2 separate regions of the Mus musculus genome follow, and region 1 is linked to region 2. Evidence: chromatin contacts called from public promoter capture Hi-C data. All regions are on one chromosome and are shown on one strand. The core of a region is the stretch at or near the end of the contact, and the rest is flanking DNA. Distances in the headings are between cores, read along the strand shown. Region 1 holds the start of Cyp2w1 (cytochrome P450, family 2, subfamily w, polypeptide 1). Region 2 holds the start of Sun1 (Sad1 and UNC84 domain containing 1).

Region 1 (3,093 bases), core at 22-2,521, 150 kb before region 2:
TGAGATCCCAGATGGATTGTGAACATGGGCCCGTAGCGTTCTGAGAGCTGGTGGGGACAGACAGGTGTCAGACAGGCAGCCTCCACCCACCCTCTAAGAGTTACATACAGCCGTACTGTATGTAGGCTGGAAGCTTAAGAGCTGGAGAGAACCCCAAGAGCCCCTCCAGTCTCCCCAGGAGGGGGCGCTGTTCAAATGTTCAAACTTCCATCACCCCACTTCAAAGAGAAACCGTTGAAAAAAAATGAGAAAGCTAGAGTGGAATTTGTGGGTCTCACCCAGAGCCATGGCTGGATCTGCCTGATCTCTGCTCCTCAGACTGGGCCCCGAGGTAGGGCCTGAGCCTCTGAACCTAGTGCCGGCAGCCACGTCGGAGTCTAGCCTGACCCACCCTAGGAAAGGTGTGGCAGAGCCACTTCAAGCTAGCTCTGCAGTTGTGTGGACTTCTCTGCAAACAAGAGTCCCCAGACAAAATTCAAGGACCTCCACCCTACTGAGCCAGTTAACCCTGGCCAGTGGCGGTGCAGCCAGCTTACCTTCATGTCTGAGTTCTAGGGAGAAGCCGTACCTAGCTAATACCCTACCCAGACAAGGGCACTGCTGCCCTGCCACATTTCCAACACTTCTAGACACACCTGCCAGTCTCTTCCTCATTGTTCCAGAGCCCACCCTGCTCACCAATCCTGAGCCCTGACCCTTGGCTGCTGTCCTGTCCCATCTATCTATCTATCTATCTATCTATCTATCTATCTATCTACCTACCTACCTACCTACCTACCTACGTATCTATCTATCTATCTATCTATCTATCTATCTATCTATCTATCTATCTATCTATCTATCTTTTATTTGCAATTCTGGGATAGAACCAGGCTCTTGTGAATGCTAAGCAAACACACTACAATGAGCTATCTCCCTAGCCTAGGCCACTCTTGCTTCCAACATCTGCTCTCTGGGACAAGCCTCTGGCATCCTGAATCCCCCCTGGCTTCCCTTGTCAGTGCTGGGACACAGACACCATGTGAGCTGTGAGATGAAATAGGGTCGCCCACCCTACCTCCATCAGTGCCCGGTCTTGTTGGGTCACACCCAGCAAATGCAGGTTCCCCAGGAACGGCAGAGGGCGAGGCCCAGGGGGCCACCGAGGAGCCAGGGAGGGGCTCCGGGTGCAGCCCTGGAGCAGTCCCCACAGCCCCAGAAGTAGCAAGATCCCCCAGACACCCAGGAGCAGCAGAGCCATGTGAACAGCTGGATGGCAAATCCTCAGCTCTCCAGGGGCCCAGTGAGCCCTCTGCCTTATAGCCATCCTCCCCAGGGCGTGCCGGCACCCCACCCACCCCACCACCCCGAGAATGTGGAATGAGCAGTTTGCAGGAGACAGCCCAACAGGAGGCTTAAAGCTACAGGTTATGTGGAATGTGGGGTCTCCTCTGTGGCAGGGGGCCTGGGTTGGGGGCTGAAAGGACCTCTGTCGGCAGTACAGAGCCAAGACGTTTTGGTCACAGGTTATCCAAGCCTGGGCCAGGCGAGGTCAGGCTTCCAAGATACCTACATCCATCCCTCCATGTCTCCTCAGGTTCCAGTGTCACAGTCAGAGCCATGTCTATTCTGTCCCCCACTTTGGGAACCAATAGTTCTCCGTGGCCTCCCGTCAAAGTAGAACTTACGGGACTCTGAGACTAGACCCTCATCCTGAAAGAAAGGATGAGGGTCCCCTGTGTCCTCAGGACCCTAGTGCCCAGCAGGTACACTGAATGCCCTGTGCAGCCATCAAGGACCTCTCTCACCACAAGGACCTCAAAGCTCATAGCCTTCAGAAGCAGTGAGTGTCTGCTGAAGCTGAGGGAGCTCTCACCCCAGCAGCCTGGAGTAAGGGGCACAACCACCCAGACACTGAGGGGCCATCCCATTTAGGAGACCGTGAACAGACCCAGCAGGTGGCTGGGTTTACAGCCCTAGCTGTCTGGGCTCTAATCCTGTCTCTTAAACCCTGGAGGCCTCACTGGGGAGGAGGTGCCTCTGTGAGAAAGGGCTCTGCGGGCGGGTGGCTCTTGGCACCAGAAGTAGCTGGGTTGCTTCCCCGCAGCCTGCCTCAACATGAGGCACCTGGAGTCCTACCCCCCAAGCAGGGCCCCTCACCACGGGGCCTATTCCCTGGGGTGTTATCCACGCCCTGCACAAATGCTGAGCTGAGGAAGGCGCAGAAGCCATCCGCAGTCCTTACAGCCAGGTCTTGTCTGTGGAGAGAAGCCCAGCCTAGACTGCATTCACCCTAGCACCTCTCTTCCCTGCAACAGCGTGAGCCTGGGCTGCGACAGCTCCCTGTCGCTACTGTGGATGTCTGGGTCATGTTTCAACCAACTGCCACCAAGGCCACTTACAGAATATCCAAGCTAGGGCCCCTACCCAGACAGGAAAATCTACATAATCGCTGCAAGAAATCCTTATTGAGCAGTTGCTATGTGCCAGACTTGGCCAGGAGCGAGGGCTATGGAAATCAGAGGCAGAGGGACCAACAGGACTCTGATGTCACAATCCCAGGGGAGGATTGGTGTGGCTCCGTTTGCTTGTATTGGAAAGGAGGAAGTCAAGGCAGATGGTGTGCTGTGGTGTCTGCACGGTAGCTGGTGAGCTGAGATTTGCCTGGCCATCAGGGACAATGAATGGGATGTGGAGGTAGGTGTAGAAAAGCCAGGCAGGGTGGGACAGGAGACTGTCAGGATGATCAGGGCTGGAGTCTGCAGCCCCTCCGGGAGCAGGCACGAACTCCCATGCCAGCATGAGAGTCCCCATGGCTTCAGCGAAGACCCCAGAGTTGCCTGGGTGAGTTAAGTGTTCTGGTGTCCAGGCATCTCTGGACAACTTCCCCCGCAGTGTCCATGCTTCTGCATGGCTGGCTGGTGTGGCCCAAATCCTCCTGCTTCTGCCTCCCAGGGCTGGGATCGCAGGCAACACCACTCAGCTACCTTGGGAGTTATTTTGGGGAAGGAATTTTGCTGTTTGTTGTTATGGTGGTGGTGGTCTTGATACAGGGTCTTGTGTAGCTCATGCTGGCTTTGAACTCCTGCTCCTCCAGCCTCTCCTTCCCTAGGG
Region 2 (3,463 bases), core at 768-3,267:
GGAAACAAGTGACTCCAGTAAATTGTCCCCTGACCTCAGCAAACATTCATGTGAATAAAATGTGATAGAAAGTATTTGTTAAATATTTAATAGGTCCATACAGTGGGAAACAATTCAGCCACAGAAAGTAATAGAGTAGGGGCACATGCTACACAGCACGGATGAGCCTTAAATGAGTTAACTAGAACAGGCGCACACACAGGCTGTAAGCAGAAGCTAACGGACAGGGAGGAGGAAAGCGGGTGGGCTCTGGCTTTACCTTTAAGGTGGTGAAAAGCCGTGGAACTAGATAATGGTGATAGTTGCATAACGCTGTATACAGTTAAAAGGGGAGTCACCCACCCACCCACGCATGCACGCACGCAAGCACACACAGCAGCTGGCTTTCACATTCATCCCCTTTCTGCTCTCTCCCAGGAAAAACAAAGGGTAAATAAATAAACTGAGGCCGCCAACCTTCGGGAAATAAAAAGTACCTCTCCAAATCTCTGGCCCAACTCTCCAGTGAGGACATGGGACCACACACCTGTGACCCCAGCACTGGGGAGCTGGAAGCACAGCACCCAGATTGCAACTAAGAGCCTGCTGGAGCTACCAAAGACCTACCCCCAACAAAAACCTAACGACCAAAAAGGTAGGGCAGACGATCCTATCAGACCCTCTGGTGACTAGAGCATAGACTCATGCCCAGTCCCCACAGCCTGGGTAGAGTTCTCCACAGCCTGCACGCTATAAAAGTGCCGGCCTGAGCCGGGCAGTGGTGGCACACGCCTTCAATCCCAGCACTTGGGTTCAGAGGCAGGTGGATCTCTGGGTGTTCCAGGATCACCAGAGCTGTATAGAGAAACCCTGTCTCGAAAAAGCAAAGAGTTCAAGACTGGCCTGGCCGAGGAAACCAAAAGAGAGAAGAACCAGAAATTACTGCAACTCTGCTCAAGAACATACCCAGGGCTGGACCCACAGGGCTGTGCACACCTGTGATCTAATCCTAGGTACGTGGAAGCAAGAGGGTTAGGAACTCAAGATCATCTTCTACTATATAGTCAATTCTAGGCGGGCCTGGGCTATCTGAGGACCTGTTTCAAGATGCCAGCTTAGTTGCACACATCCCTTTTACCCCAGCACTTAGGAAGCAGACACAGTCTGGATCTTTGTGAGACCAGCCTGGTCTACACAGCCGAGACAGTCAGAAGTACGTAAATGAGACCCTGTCTCCTGACACAAACAAAGGACCGAAAAGGAACATGAGGTTGGGACGCAGAAAGAAAAAAGAAAAGACCTTAGGAGAGATCTAAAATGTATGAACAGTCAGGTTAAAATTCGACACCGGTGCAATGGACGGAATGGTAAAATCTAATTAGTATTTGGTCCAGGAGGCGCGAAGCGCACACCGCAGGACTACACTTCACTCTACACAGCGGGGAGCACCAAAGTTCGCCGGGCTGACTGCATCGGGTCCCCCCGGCTGCATCCAAAAAAGCTCCAGCGGGCCAGCTTTGGTACCGTCCTGCGTGCCGGGCTGGGGGCGAAGGCAACTAACACGGGATAACAAGCTGGTGGCAGGGTGTGCAGGCCAGGGACTCGCTACCGGGCCCGCGCCCATCGCCGCACCTACAACACCTGTGCCCCAGAAGGGAGCGCCCCGGGGATGGCGCCTGCGTGGGTGCGCCTCGACGGGTGGCAGGAGACCCCGGAACCCAACACGCAGGGGTCCGGGGCGAAGGGGAACCAGAGTGCCCGGGCACACGAGACAACTGGACTCAGGGCGCCGGGGCGCGCGCGGCCTGGCAACGCGAAGGGCGTCACGCGCGTCGTGGCCAGTTGGCGGTTCCCACTTGGGGCCATCCCTGCAACCTACATCCCGGCCCGCCCTGAGACAGTCCCTAGTACCCGAGAGGAGTCCGCAGCGCCCACCCGCCTACTCGTCCCCTACAGCCCGCTGGCCGCAGCTCACCTGCCTCGCGCCGCCGCCTCAGGCCTCGTCCGCACCGCCCAGGCCCGGGACCGAAGACTCCCCACATCTACAGCCAATCGCGCGCCGCGCCGGGATCGGAGGCGGGAGCGACGCGAACGTCCGTCAATCCCAAGCGCGCCTGCTGAAGCTCCAGGCCAATGGGGAGGCCGCTGACCCGCCACGGCCCTGCGGGGGGCGGGGAAAGGGCGGGACGTGTGGCGTCAGTGGGCGGAGCGGGCGCGCTGGGACTTGAGGGGCCGCACCTAGGGAGGCTGCTCCTCTCCGGTGGCGTTAGAATTAGGATTCTGTGCAGAGGCGCACGCGCGCGCTGAGTTCCAGGCAGGGCTTCAGTGGGCCCAGAAGATCCGACTCCTGCTGAAGGAGCAGTGGGCTCCCAAACACATCCTCTTCTCAGTTGTCCCCGCGTAGCGTTTGCAGGAAACCTCCGACGCCCTGCCCTGCCCTGCCCTGCGGGCTGGAAGCCAGAGCCTTTTCTCCTGGGGACTCCACCCACCAGGCCCTCTCTCACTTGCGCAGTTTTGCAAAACCTTGAATTGCATTTGTTTTGTTTATAGGCAGGGTTTTATTCTGTAACCTTGACTGCCCTAAAACTCTACTGTAGACCAGACTGGCGTTGAACTCGCAGAGATAAGCCAGCCTCTGCGAAGCAGGACTTACAGGCGTGTGCCACCACGCCCCTCTTGGTTTTTCCTTTTTTAACTGTCTCACTGTGGCCTAGAATTCACGACATAGCCCTGACTGACCTCCAGTTTGCCACAATCCTCCTGCTTTATCCTCCCAAGCACTGAGATTACTACCATATGCCACAGGCAGCTGGCTAGCTTTCACTCTTTTCTAAAAGTGTGTTTGTGTGTATGTCTGTTTAAGTGGATGATGAATGTGTGTGTGTGTGTGTGTGTGTGTGTGTGTGTGTGTGTGCCTACAAAGGTCTCAAATGCCCCAGAGCTGCCAAAAGGGGATGCTGGCAACCAAACTACAGTCCCCGAATGACCAGCAAGTGCTCTTAATGGCTGAGCCATCCTTCCAGACCTTGGCTTTTACATTTTAAAAAAATTAATTAATTTTTTTTTTTTTTTTTTTTAGAGAGGGTCTCCATGTAGTCCTGGCTGCCCTGGAACTTGCTATGTAGCTCTGCCTGCCTCCACTGGGACCAGTAGCACTTACCACCATGCCTGGCTGGTTTTACACTTTTTAGAAAGGGTCTGGAGCTGGGAAGATGGATTAGTTAGTAAAATGTTTGCACTGTAAGCGTAAAGACCTGAATTCAATCTCAGAATACGAATTTAAAAAAACCAAAAGCCTAGTGCTGTATGTTTGTCATCTCAGTGCTGGAAAGCAGAGACTGGAATCCCTGGAGCTTGCTGGCCACCAAACTAACTTAACTTGATGGGAACCAACCCAATGAGAGATCCTGTCTCAGAAAACAAGGTGGATGGTGGTTCCTAAGGAAAGACACTAGTGAAGGCACATGCATGTGCACACATCTAC

The links. Capture Hi-C pulls out chosen DNA fragments and counts their contacts.
Region 1: a contact with region 2 is called in a promoter capture Hi-C map of liver. The contact joins the promoter of Cyp2w1 here to the promoter of Sun1 in region 2. A contact is called at or near these places in 2 of 39 promoter capture datasets (the HPC-7 cell line and pre-B cells), 1 of 15 datasets of contacts at CTCF or cohesin (pro-B cells), 15 of 484 Hi-C or Micro-C datasets (B cells, CD4 T cells, the CH12 cell line and 9 more), 5 of 115 datasets of contacts at active chromatin or transcription factors (the 230-238 cell line, double positive thymocytes and embryonic stem cells) and 4 of 9 other capture datasets (adipose tissue, embryonic stem cells, liver and 1 more).

The regions. Positions count from the first base shown.
Region 1 is chr5:139,350,794-139,353,886 of GRCm38.p6, reverse strand. It overlaps Cyp2w1 (cytochrome P450, family 2, subfamily w, polypeptide 1), which reads right to left and starts at 1,271. Exons shown (of 9, transcript NM_001160265.2): 1 at 1,058-1,271; 2 at 1-47. The coding sequence starts at 1,240.
Region 2 is chr5:139,199,191-139,202,653 of GRCm38.p6, reverse strand. Sun1 (Sad1 and UNC84 domain containing 1) reads right to left here and starts at 2,017. Exons shown (of 23, transcript NM_024451.2): 1 at 1,955-2,017.